Regions from separate parts of the Oryctolagus cuniculus genome. Here region 1 is linked to region 2. A link is a contact called in public Hi-C data. All regions are on one chromosome and are shown on one strand. The core of a region is the stretch at or near the end of the contact, and the rest is flanking DNA. Distances in the headings are between cores, read along the strand shown. Region 1 holds the start of LOC138849695. Region 2 overlaps ATXN1 (ataxin 1).

Region 1 (5,882 bases), core at 2,378-4,877, 52 kb before region 2:
TGCACCCCGCTTCGGTCGGTGACTAAATTGTTAGGTCATGGGCAAACTCAGCCAAAAGGTCTCGCAAACGCAGCTCGCAGGCAAGATACACAGGGATCGTGTTTCCAGACGCTCCGTGCTGAGCACCTGCAGGAGGGCGAGAGCGGTCCCAACACCTCCTGGTCTTCCAGAACCGTCGGCAGCCGCCAGCTCCCTTCCTCCAGGCGCCGCACCTGCGGGCCAAGGTGCGCCCCTTGCGCGCGCGCGCCGGCCGGGCCTGGCTGGGCGCGGGCTGGTGCGGGGCTGGGGACCGCACTTGCCGACTAAGTCCCGAGGAAGTACTTGGGCGCGGGTTCGCAAGAACCGCCGTTGGGTGCTCCTCTCGCTTTCTCTGCCTCCTCCGCTGGTTACCTCATTTCCGATGAAATTAATGATCCCGAATTAGCTGCGGGAGGGACGCACGCAGGCGCGTGCGCGCGCGGAGGTCGTGTGTCAAAGCCTAGCGCCACCGAGGAGTTCGGTGCCCGGAGCTGATCGCCCGACCTGCAGAGACAGAGGGAGGGAGAGAGAGGAGGGCGGCTCCCGGGGGTCGCCAGCTTTCAGGGGCCGCAACGGTGAGGCTGCCTCGCGCAACGGGACTCAGCCTCTCAACTTTCCAGAGTTGCGCGCTGGAGCCAGCCCCGCGGACCCAGGGTTTGGGTTCCGGGGCGCCGGAGCGAGCCGTGCTTGCCGGTTAGCGTACAGTGGAGGAGGCGCACACCAAGCCTGCGGGTCCGCTCCTCGCGGCGCCGGGGAGCAAGGGCACGTCCGGATGGGAAACGGCCGACCTCTCCGCCCCGCCCTGGGTCCTTCACAGCCCCCGACACTCGCTGGGAGAAACCCCCAGGCTGCCCGAGTTGCAACCCTCCGACTGGGTGGCGGGACCTGGGAAGGCGCTCAAGGACCCCCCTCCCCCGGCCCGGTCACCGCTCCAATGACCTCATCGTCCCAACTCCCCGCCCCTTTCCCGAACCTGGAAGGAGCGGTTCCACCACCACTCCGCTCCGCCCTACCCCCACCGAGGCCCGCTTCTTCCCTCCCGCTCCTCGGGGGCCCGCCCGGCGCGGGGCTCCCCGGGGGCTGCGTCCCCGGGCGGCGACGCGCACCGAAGGGTTAAGGGCGCGGGCCGCCGCCGCCGCCGTGCGCTCGCCGTGCTCTGCGCGGCTCGCCGGGCCGCCTGCCAGGGGGTGCCCCCTCCCCCCCCCATGAAGTCGGATCCTGGAGCTGCGGCGGCGGCCGCCAACTGCTCCATATTTGGCTTCTATTACACATTTACATACTGGAGCGAGCGAGCGAGCGAGCGAGCGCGAGCGAGCGCGAGGGAGGGCGGGCGGAGGGAGGAGGGAGGGCGAGCGGGAGGGGGAGGAGGAGGAGGAGAGAGCAGAGTATACCGCAGACATCATTTCTACTACAGTGGCGGAGCCGTACAGGACCTGTTCACTGCAGGGGGATCCAAAACAAGCCCCGTGGAGCAGCAGCCAGAGCCACAGCGGCCGCGAGACACTGTTTCTCTCCCTCTGTCCCCCCTCCCCACGCAACCCCAGATCCATTTACACTTTACAGTAAGTGGCTATTTTTTTTTCCTCCTCTGGTTCTTTCTCCCCCCTCCCCCATCCCCTTCGCCCCTTATTTAGATTAAAATCCCCCCGCCCCTCTCTCCGCTCCCCCGAGAGGGGCAAAAGCAACAACCAGCAAACAAACCCCAAACCCCAATTGGCTGCACGGAAAACAGCTGGAAGAGGAGCGAGGGAAACCGACGCGTCGTGTTGTGTGTGTGTGTATGTGTGTGTGTGTGTGTGTATGTGTGTGTGTGTGTATACAACCGTCCCCAGCTCCAGCCTCTCGGCCAGGACCCCAGCTCCGAGCGCCGACGCGGCCCGCAGGGGGAACTGCCAGGGCCCCGGGTGGGCGCCCGCCGGGCGAGGGGGCGCGCCCGGGCGGGGGGCGCGGGTGGCGAGAGCGGCGGCGGCGCCCCGCTCCGGCGGTTGCCGGTCCGGCCGCTAGTGCGGAGAACCATGTCCTCCTCCCTCCGGGTGGCGCAGCGGGGAGGCGGCGGCGGCTGGGGGTCGCGCTGTCCTCCTGCCCCCCGCCGCTTCCTTCGCGATCCTCCTCCCCAGAGGGGGGCGGTGAGCGCGAGCGGGGCTCGGGAGGGCTAGGCTTCCCCGCCGGTGGTCGCCTGGCCCCGGCGCTCCCGGGTGGGGGTCTGCCCGCCGAAGCCGGCCTTCCGGGGCGTGCAGCTGCGGGCTGGGAGAGGGCTGCTCCCGGCGCCGGGCCGGACTTTGCGCGCGGCGCAAGGCGTGAGGGTGCCCGGAGCGGGGCTGGAGTGGCGGTGGCGGCCCTGGCTACCGCCGCCACCGCCGCCCTGTTGGTGCGGCCGCTTCCTGATCATGTGCAGCCGCCGCCGCCCGGAGCCGGGAGCCCGCGAGCGCCCCAGCCCGGGCCCGCGTCCCCGCCAGCGCCCGCGGCAGGAGCAGAGGAGCGGCGGCGGGCGCTGCCCTGCGCCGGGAGTGAAGGGCTGCGCGGCTGCCGGGAGGGTGAATGGGAAGCCAGGAGGAGGGGAAGAGGCGGCGGCGGCGGCGGAGGAGGAGGCGCTGCGGGGCTTGGGATGCGCCTCGGAGCCCCGCCGCTCGCTCGCTCGCTCGGGGCCGGGCCGGACACTCTGCCACTCCCGCGGCCGCCGCCGCCGCCTCCTACGTGGTTCCAGTGCTGCGCGCAGGCCGGTCCCGCAGGGGGCAGGGCCGCGGCCGGCCAGGCGGAGCGAGAGGTGAGGCGGCGTGGGCGCGCGGCGCGGTACGAGCAAGAGGGTGCGGGTGCGGATGGGGGTGCGGGTACGAGTGCGCGCCGGGAGGGGGCTCCGCCGCCCCCGGGGCCGCCTGCCGCGTCCTCGGCCCCGCGCCCTCGGGCCGCCTGCGGAAACTCCGCGGCTTGCGCTTTCATTTTATTTCAGACCACGTAGGGGGGCTTGGCTGGGGGCGCTGAAACAATTCAGGTTTTCTAGGGAGATTGAGCAAGGAGCTTAGTTGGGGGGTGGAAGTCGGATGGTTCTGGAGAGGCTGCCAGAAAAAGCAAAAAAAAAAAAAAAAAAAAGCTTCTAAGGACGAGGAGGTCCGCTTCGATCCCGTGCCTGTTTTGCTTTCTTGGTGCATAATCCTACAAGGAGGGCAATATAAATACTTCGGGAGGTTGAGAAATTGCTGAAGAGTAGTAGGGGCAAAAGAAAAAAAAAGCCATCGGAAGCTGGTTATATAATGCGCCGTGTGGCTAAGGAGAGCGGCTGGCTATTTTTATTTTGTTTACCGTATGTTGTGCAGTAGGGACTCCTCCGAACTGGTTCTGTCCCCGAAGAGACTCGTAGCTTCCCGGTGCGAGCCGCAGGAGACAGCAGCGGGAGGAGACCCTCTTCCTCCCACGGAAGAAGAACAAATGCCTTGGCGTGGCGCTCTCCCTGCGCGTCCCGCCGTGCGCGCCCCGGGGACGCGACTGTGCGAGGGAGGGCTGCTTGGGCCATCTCGCAGTCACATCGCAGTGACATTCGCGTTGTATAATGCAGGCTGCTCTTCGGATTTCAGCAGCATCCTTATGGAGCGCGCGCTGCAGTGGGTAGTTACCGAGTGGTTATTTTTAGGCACTGCTAGTTACTTTTGCGAGTGTGTTAACTGAGCCGCTTCTGTTTGGGTTTCTGGGGAGTCTTTCCCTGGGAAGCCTCCGCTCCGGGTCCTTGGGTGGGAAGAGGTAGCCGTCTTGAGCTGTCTGTGGAATAAAGCTGATGCCTGAGGGAATCAGTAGAGAGGTGGAAGAGAAAATCCTGCACATGAACTCCCTCGGCAAGGATTGCACCACAGCAGACACTGCTCTGGCATGTAATCTCCCCTGATTGCATGCATCAGTCAATATTTTAGCAGCTCTGCAAATAAATGGTGTTGAATGCCACCTCCTCCGTAAAATAGAGGTTGAAGGGCTCCCCTGGACCTCCTGGCCGCCTGTCTTTCTCGTCCTGTGGATCCGTGTCGGCGGCGGTGTAGGTTTTCGGTGCACTTACTCCAGCCCTCATCACTCCTGTAATTAGATCAGGCTGCCATGGCAACAGACAGTGTTCCTCGTCCATTCAGGTGGGTTTGTCTTGTCCCTGAACTACTCCAAGTGTTTTATGCGCAGTATTTGTGCTGCCCAAGCCAGACGGGAGACTTCACGATTTTCAATTGCATCTTCTTGCAGTCATTTGGACGGGAGGCACTGAATGAGGCTTCTAGCTACTCAACTTTTATAAAGGACACCAGCAGGCTGTTGTCACTGGGTGCAGTATGTAAATGCATCCCCGCAGACGGTGAAAGGAGCCTGACAGTCCTGCTGGTGTTTATTGTGAGCAGATCAACAAGTATTTGGTTTGTTAGAAACCTCTCAGAGTTTAGGAAAGCAACATTGCTTTTGCAGTCTGGTGCCTTTGGCCTTGCAGGCACTTAACCCTTGCAAGTGTGAACAGCATTCATCCTTGGAGCTTGGCTTGCTGATAGTGATGGCTGCCCTTCCGTTTACTCCTGAGGAGGAAGTTACTGAGCTGGGAAGGATATCCCTGTTGTCACATTTTGAAACTTTATATCCACTGCAACAGAACCTGCTACTAACAGTAGGCAGAGCTTCGGAGTGAATTCATTCTCAGTTTGGATCTCTTGGCTCTGATCTTTAATGATGTCTGGTAATAAGTTAAGAGCTTTTTCCCCTCCTCAGGCAAGGAATGAGATAGGCCTTTACTAGTAAACTGATACTAAGTAGGGTAGTGCTTTTGCGCTGTAAACAACTTGCATTCTGTTTTAGGATCTAATGTAATGGGCATTTGAAGAGCAACATTGTAGTCTTTGCATGAGGGACAGCCAGCCCTGTTAAGCCTGCTAGGCAAAGGAAAATGATATCCAGGAAAAGAGAAGAGCAGCGCTAGTCGTGGAAGTGCTGTGTTGCTCCGGTAGACCAGGGAAGATGGAGTGGTTTCATTTCCCTGGTATTTGAAAGACAAAAATGGAGACTAATAATGCTTGGATTTGGTTATGACCGTGCCAGTCTGTTTACAGTTTTATGACCACAAAGCTAAATGGATGAATTTCTTTTCTTCCCCCTGGGGTCAGGATTGAGAGAGCTACCTCCATACTCCTCGCAGGGGGTTTATGAGTTTGTACTGTTTAGTGAGTTTATGTGGTTGGTAGACTGCCTGTGGCCCGGTCAGGTGAAGCATTGCTGAGGTTAAAATGAGCTATTATTTCTGGGAGGTAAATACAAGGGAAGCAAGATACACAATAAAGCACAGAAGTTTAAATTTCACACACTGCCTTGGAGGTCCTGGATGATATTTTGCAGCATATTTTGTAGCAAAATGTGAATGTGTGGTTTTCAGTGCACAAATAAATTCATGGTACAATAAGTATGAAAAATGTACCATGAAAGACAATATCTTTCCTCTCTGGATTTCGTTTTAAGAGGGTTTGGTAAATAGAAGTGGTACTTTGTCAAAAAAACTCATGTATGCCTATTATGAAAAAATCTTGCATGGGCTTCAAATGTTTTTGTACCAAAATGAACTTACCTTTTTAATCCTATTTTGCCATGACTTTTTTTTTTTTTTTTTTTGAAGTGAACCCAGGGTCCCTGAATTGTCTTTAAGAGAAAGGTCAAAGAAAAGCCCTCTGGCCATCAGATTGTATGTCTGATATCTGTAGATTGCCTTAAGTTTCAACATCCCCAAGTTGTCTGGGAGTCCTGAGAGAGGCCGTGGGTATGAGATTATGAAAATATTAATAAACATTTCTCGGCTCCTATTTTTGTTGCTAGTGTAGAATTCAAGGACTCACATTCCTTTTCTGTACTGTTGTGTTTTT
Region 2 (5,852 bases), core at 1,345-3,844:
GGAGTGCATATGCAGGTGTGTATTAGATCTGTCCCAGGGTGGTGATGAGTCCACAAGGGGAGCACTGTACTACCTTCTGTTCCCCACGTGAGAATTACTGAGAGCCTGGATTAGAGCAGAAGAAGAGTGTTGGAGTATGGGAAGGTGGATGTCTGCTTTAGGTGACCACGTGGGAAATTCTTTAATATTTATTTATTTATTTTGAAAGGCAGAGTTGCTGGGAGAGAGAGAGTCCGAGACAGAGTCTCTTCCATCTGCTTGTTCGCTCCCCAAATGGCTGCAACAGCTGAGGCTGGGTCAGGCTGAAGCCAGCAGCCTGGAGCCTCTTCTGGGTCTCCCACATGGGTGCGGGGGCCCAAGCACTTGGGCCATTGTCTGCTGCTTTCCCAAGCCATAAGCAGAGAGCTGGATGAGTTTGAGTAGCTGAGACTCAAACTGGTGCCCATATGGAATGCCGGCACTACAGGTAGAGGCTTAACACACTAAGCCACAGCGCCAGCCCCCCATGTGGGAAATTCTGTTCCTGCCCAAAATAACAGACCAGGCAGGGATTAGAGTTTAGTGAAACCTGGTTCTGTGACCTTTGGGCACAGAATGGTGTGAGTTATTTGGCACATTTCACAGCTCATACTTCCTGGAATGGAGCAGGATAAGAATTCACCTAGGGCAATTATTTTATTAATCTAAAACATTAGTAACCCTTCTTTGAAAGTGTGAAAAATAGAGTTGCATCACAAGCATCTTCTTTCATTATGATATAGCATATCCCCACCATATAAACCTGAACCCATGGTAGAAGTATAAAAGAATATATACAAGAGACTACGCAGCATATTCCAACTTTAAAAACATTAATACATGCATACTGTTAACTATTTATATATCAGTGCTACGCAAAAGGCAGACAGGATATGTGTTAAGTGTCAGCTGGGATATTTTTATTCCCCTCTTTGTTATTTCTGTACTTTCCAAAATGAATAAATGTTATGTATTTTTTTCAGAAGTGTTAGCACCTATTTAAAAGAGAAAACAACCAAAAAAAGGAATGGGTCGGGAAAACTGGAGGGAATTCGCTGCTGTCCTCAGTGTTTGGTGGCTGTTGTACACGCACCACTGACGGTGGGTGCTTTCCAACTGTGTTCTGTTCAGTCATCTGGTACCTTCTTCATCCAGGGACACGGGGCGGGCTCACAAGGTGGGTGGGGTGAGAGACGAGAGGAGGAGTGGCACGCGCCAATGGGGACAGTCGGGATTTGATGATGATGACATTTGAAGACCATCATGTATGATTCCGAGTGTTTACCATCATGTCTCTATCTGCAAACTCTCACACACAAGGGCATGTTGCACGCGTGTGTGGGCACACACCACAGAGGTGCCAGGCAGTGAGAACAGAGGTCCAGACATTAGGAAATGATAGGCCTGGTCTCGGTTCTGTTCCTCAGTTTTGTAAGCGACTTGATTCCGTCTTTAAGCTGCCTGAGCCCCAGCTTCTTCCTCTGTGAATTAGAGATAATCCTATCAGTTCTGACTACTCATGGGGTTACTGTAGAACTCTATTATGAGTGGATTATACATTGCTTTACACAGGAGAGTGGGTTTCACTGCTGACTTACACAAGTGGCATCAACTCTCCGGACCCTGCTACTGGACAGCCAAAGTGACTGAATCGCTTTGCCCGTCCCACACCTCTGAGACAGAGAGAGGGTGTTCAGGACCAGGGGGCCAGGGGAGCATATGCCTGGGCACTGGTTCTCACGCTTGAGCTGTTGTCAGAATCTCCCCCAGAGGGTAGGGTGAGGCTTGTCATACCTCAGTTCTCTGGGGCCTCATGCTCAGGGTTTCTGGTTTGCTAGGTCTGGTGGAGGGGGGGACCTGAGAATATACTTTCTTAATAGGCTCCCCTGTGATCCTGATACTGCTGGTCCCGGGACCACATGTTAAAGATGAGTAGGAGGCGGATGGGAGAAGAGTATGTAGGAGAAGGTACTCTATTTGAATTTCGTATCTGTACATGCCCTTTCCCCAACACACATTCACCGAAATCCCTGCACTAGGTGTTTTCTGAGATGCTGTCCTGCCCCTGAATGCTCCACTCTCTCTTCACACCTAGGCCAGTGGAAACCAGAAGTGATTCTTGGATTGAGCAGTTCTCACGCAAGTAGCCAAGATGATATCGACCAGCTGCGATGCTGCAGCCTGCGGGCACCCCAGGGGTACCCCAAGTCGGTGGTGTCCTCTGGCTCTGTTCTCCTTTTTTAAAAATTTAGCAAGTAAGCTACTACATTTATAGGAATCTCTCAGAATGCTATTCCTGTAAACCCAGCGTTTGCAAGTTGAAATAGAGGAAGTTGGCTCGGTCAGGGCAATCGGGTTGAAACTTACTCCTAGAGAGGCCCTGTCTGCAGATGATTGGGGCAGGAAGCTTCCTCTTCTGCCCTTGTCACTCCGGCGTTTGGTGAAGTTCACGGTACTCACGCGGCATCAGCTTGTTCAGCTAGGGTTAATACTTGTGCATGACTCTGTTCTCTGGAAGGGGTGATTAAGAGAGGGCGAGCTGGCATTAATTGCTTCATCAGCTGTGCGTGTGAGTCATCTCCCGCTTGTCTTAGTAATTCAGCTGCAAGGAGGAGAAATGCTATCTGTGGTTCCCGAGGCCAGCTTGGGCTCCAGTTAACTCACATACTCCCTCGTAGGGACTTGCTATCAGAGAGCTTCATTCACTGACTAAGGGGAATGAATAGATCGTGAATCTCATTATCCTAGTGTGTGGATAGAAACGTGGAAAAGACTTGCTGCTGCGACTGGCTGATGTCCCTCCATGATGAGACCCCACATGCAGGGTATTACCCTAGAAGGCGGCTGTACTGAACGTGGTTGCTTGAAAAAGCCAAAACAAAACAAAACAAAAAACAAACCGGAGGGGGAGATTCAGGCTGCAGCCGGCACTGAATTTCCTCCTCCTGGCTTCCGATTTGATTATCAGAGGTGTAGGACGAGGAAGAGAGCAGTTTCCAAGCACAGCTGCCCTTGGTGAATTTGTGGGTACACATGGTGACTGGATTATTGTGAACTGTCCTTTTAGGTCTCTACTACTTAACGTCAAGTTCACTCCTGTCTTCCTGTTTGGCTTGTACCTTCCCCTTCTGACTCAGCCTGCTCTGTTTCTTCTCTCACTGCTACAGGCCACCTTCTTCCCAGGCCTGGCGCTGTTTGTCACTGGGATCCTGGCAGGGCGTTTTCCCCTTAAGCTTGGTCGCCTGTTCCTTTGTGCAGAATCAGGGTTCTCTGCCCCCAGCCAGTTCTTCCAGATGGAAAGTGCATCGTTCTTTTTACTAACATGAATTTTCAGCCAGGAAGACTTTAGTTACGTTGAAATTTACATACAGCAAATTAAGCATACACTTCAATGGGTTTTGATAAATGCATATATCTGCAGAACCAGCACAGTAATCCAGATACAAGGCATACATTAAAAAAAAAAAAAAACACAGATATAGGGCATTTCCGTCATTCCAACGGGAGTCCTTGTACGCCTGCCTGTCACTTCCCACCTGGCCAAAGTCGACCCCTGCTCAGATTTCTTCCACCTGGAAAGTTTTATCTGTTCTTGAACTTCAATAGGAATGCAATGTCACTGTGTAACATTTTGTATCTTATTTTATTCAACATGTTTTGAAATTCATTCCCATTGTTACATGTATCAGTAATTCATTTTATCTTTTTCCACGCTGTCCAGTATTGCACTGTGTGTGTACACCACAGCTTCTCCGTGCCCTTGCTTGTGAACATTGGAGTTGTGTCCACATTTTGACTGTTACAAAGAAAGCAGCTATGAACCCTATGGCTGCAGGTCTTTGGGTGGCCATGTGTTTACATTTCTCTTCTGAGTGGAACTGCTGGGACATAGGGTACATGTGTCATTTTGTGCAACACTGCCAGTTTTCTGCAGTGGTTGTAGTATTTTGTGCTGCCTCCCTGAGCTGCCCCCTGGTCACTGCACTGCTCACTGGCATTTGATAGTCACATTCCATTGAGCCATGCTGTTGTTAAGTGAAGTAGTATCACACTGTTTTGACTGGATTCTCTGAAGCCTGAGGATGTCGAGTGTCTTCTTGGTTGGGCATTTGTGTATCTTCTTTTGTGGAGTGTCTTTCAGGTCCTTTGACCATTTACAAGGTAGGGTTGATCGCCTCTTCCTCCCACTGTGCCCCCCCCCCCATGCTTTTTAAGATTTATTTATTTATTTATTTGAAAGGCAGAGCTACAGAGAGAGGGAGAGATAGCGAAGGACAGAGACATCTTCTATCTGCTGGTTCACTCCCCAAAATAACTGCAATGGATGGGGCTGGGCTAGGTCAAAGCCAGGAGCCTAGAACTCCATCTGGGTTGCCCACAAGGGTGGCAGAGGCCCAGGCACTTGGCCATGTTCCCCTGCTTTCCCAGATGCATCAGCAGGGAGCTGGATCAGAAGTGGAGCAGCCGGAACCTGAACTGGCACCCATGTGGGATGCCGGCATTGCATTCGATGGCTTAACCTGTTGCACCACCAGCCCCTAATGGCACATTTTTGATGTATGGTCCTTACAAGTTCTGCATACCTGTCTTTGTTAGAAATCTGGGTTCCAGCCTTTTTCCTCCAGTGATTGGCTTATCTTCTCATTTTTTAAACTGTGTTTTAGGATGAGCAGTTTTTCATGTCAATGAAATCTAACATCTTTTGTGTGTGTTTGTGTTTTTTGGGGAAAATTGGGGAGAGATATGCCCTTTTTTGTTTTTTTTTTTAAGGAATATTTTATATTTTCAAAGTATTTAAGAATTCTTTAATTAGAAAAACAATGGCAATAGGATTATCTATCAGGTTATAAAATACCCATGAATTAAGTCACTCACATCTTTCTTTTAATAGAAACTTTTGGCCTACCATCTGGTTACTGAGCTATTTGCCTATGTTTTCTCACAGAATTTTTCTTGTTTAGTCTCAGCATGTAAACCTATGATCCATCTCAGATTAAAATTAATATGTAGTATGACATAGAAGGGCCAAGGTTTTTTTTCCACATACTTATTATATATATAATAACTATATCTATAGCAACTATGTATATATAGATATAGCAGCAATTGCTGAAAAGGTTTCCTTTCCCCCATTAAATTTCCTTAGTGTCTTTGGCTTTGTGTGTGATGTGCTGTCCTATCCTAGCATGCTCTACTCTTTTCCTGTCAGCTCTGTGCCTGTGTTATATACATCAGTCCCACATGGACATAATTAACATAGTTTTATATTAACTCCTGACATCAGACAGTGTGATTTCTCCTTGTTCTTTTTAACTTGTAATCCCTCCCAAAGCATATTGGAAGTTGGTTTGAGCTTCAGTGAGTTATGAAAAATCAATTTAAGATAAGTTTGCATATTAAGTATATTGAAATTTCCAGTGCAAAAACTTAGTGTCTTTCTCTCCTTTTCCTTACTAATTTCTCTCAGTAATGTCTCCTGGTTTTCAATGTAGAGGCTGTGCATTTTGAAAACCTCATTATGTTTTATGTTTTTAATACATGTAAGTTTTTTAAGACACTTATTTTTAAATTATTTAATGCTTGTAAAGGAAATATTAATTTTTGTATATTGACTTTGTGTCTTGAGGGCTGCTGAATCTATTGATTAGCTTTAGTATTTTTTTTTTTTTTTAATTTATTTGACAGGCAGAGTTAGACAGTGAGAGTGAGAGACAGAGAGAAAGGTTTTCCTTCCATTGGTTCACTCTCCAAATGGCTGCCATGGCTGGCACTGTGCTGATCCAAAGCCAGGAGCCAGGTGCTTCTTCCTGGTCTCCCATGCGGGAGCAGGGCCC

The links. A called contact is a pair of places that touch in the nucleus more often than the background predicts.
Region 1: a Hi-C map of psoas muscle shows a contact between it and region 2, with 1.7 times the contacts expected there. The contact joins the promoter of LOC138849695 here to the enhancer-like site in region 2. A contact is called at or near these places in 4 of 6 Hi-C or Micro-C datasets (ear pinna, embryonic fibroblasts, psoas muscle and 1 more).

The regions. Positions count from the first base shown.
Region 1 is chr5:144,045,954-144,051,835 of mOryCun1.1, reverse strand. It overlaps LOC138849695, which reads right to left and starts at 3,627. Exons shown (of 2, transcript XR_011388744.1): 1 at 3,316-3,627; 2 at 1-522. ATXN1 (ataxin 1) reads left to right here and starts at 1,440. Exons shown (of 7, transcript XM_051832601.2): 1 at 1,440-1,580.
Region 2 is chr5:143,993,258-143,999,109 of mOryCun1.1, reverse strand. All of the region lies in intron 2 of ATXN1 (ataxin 1), which reads left to right. Among named protein-coding and RNA genes, the nearest start is that of ATXN1, 54 kb to the left of the region's middle. Within about 2 kb of position 2,594, at least 2 of the 8 cell types and tissues checked have an H3K27ac peak or open chromatin away from gene starts, as enhancers often do.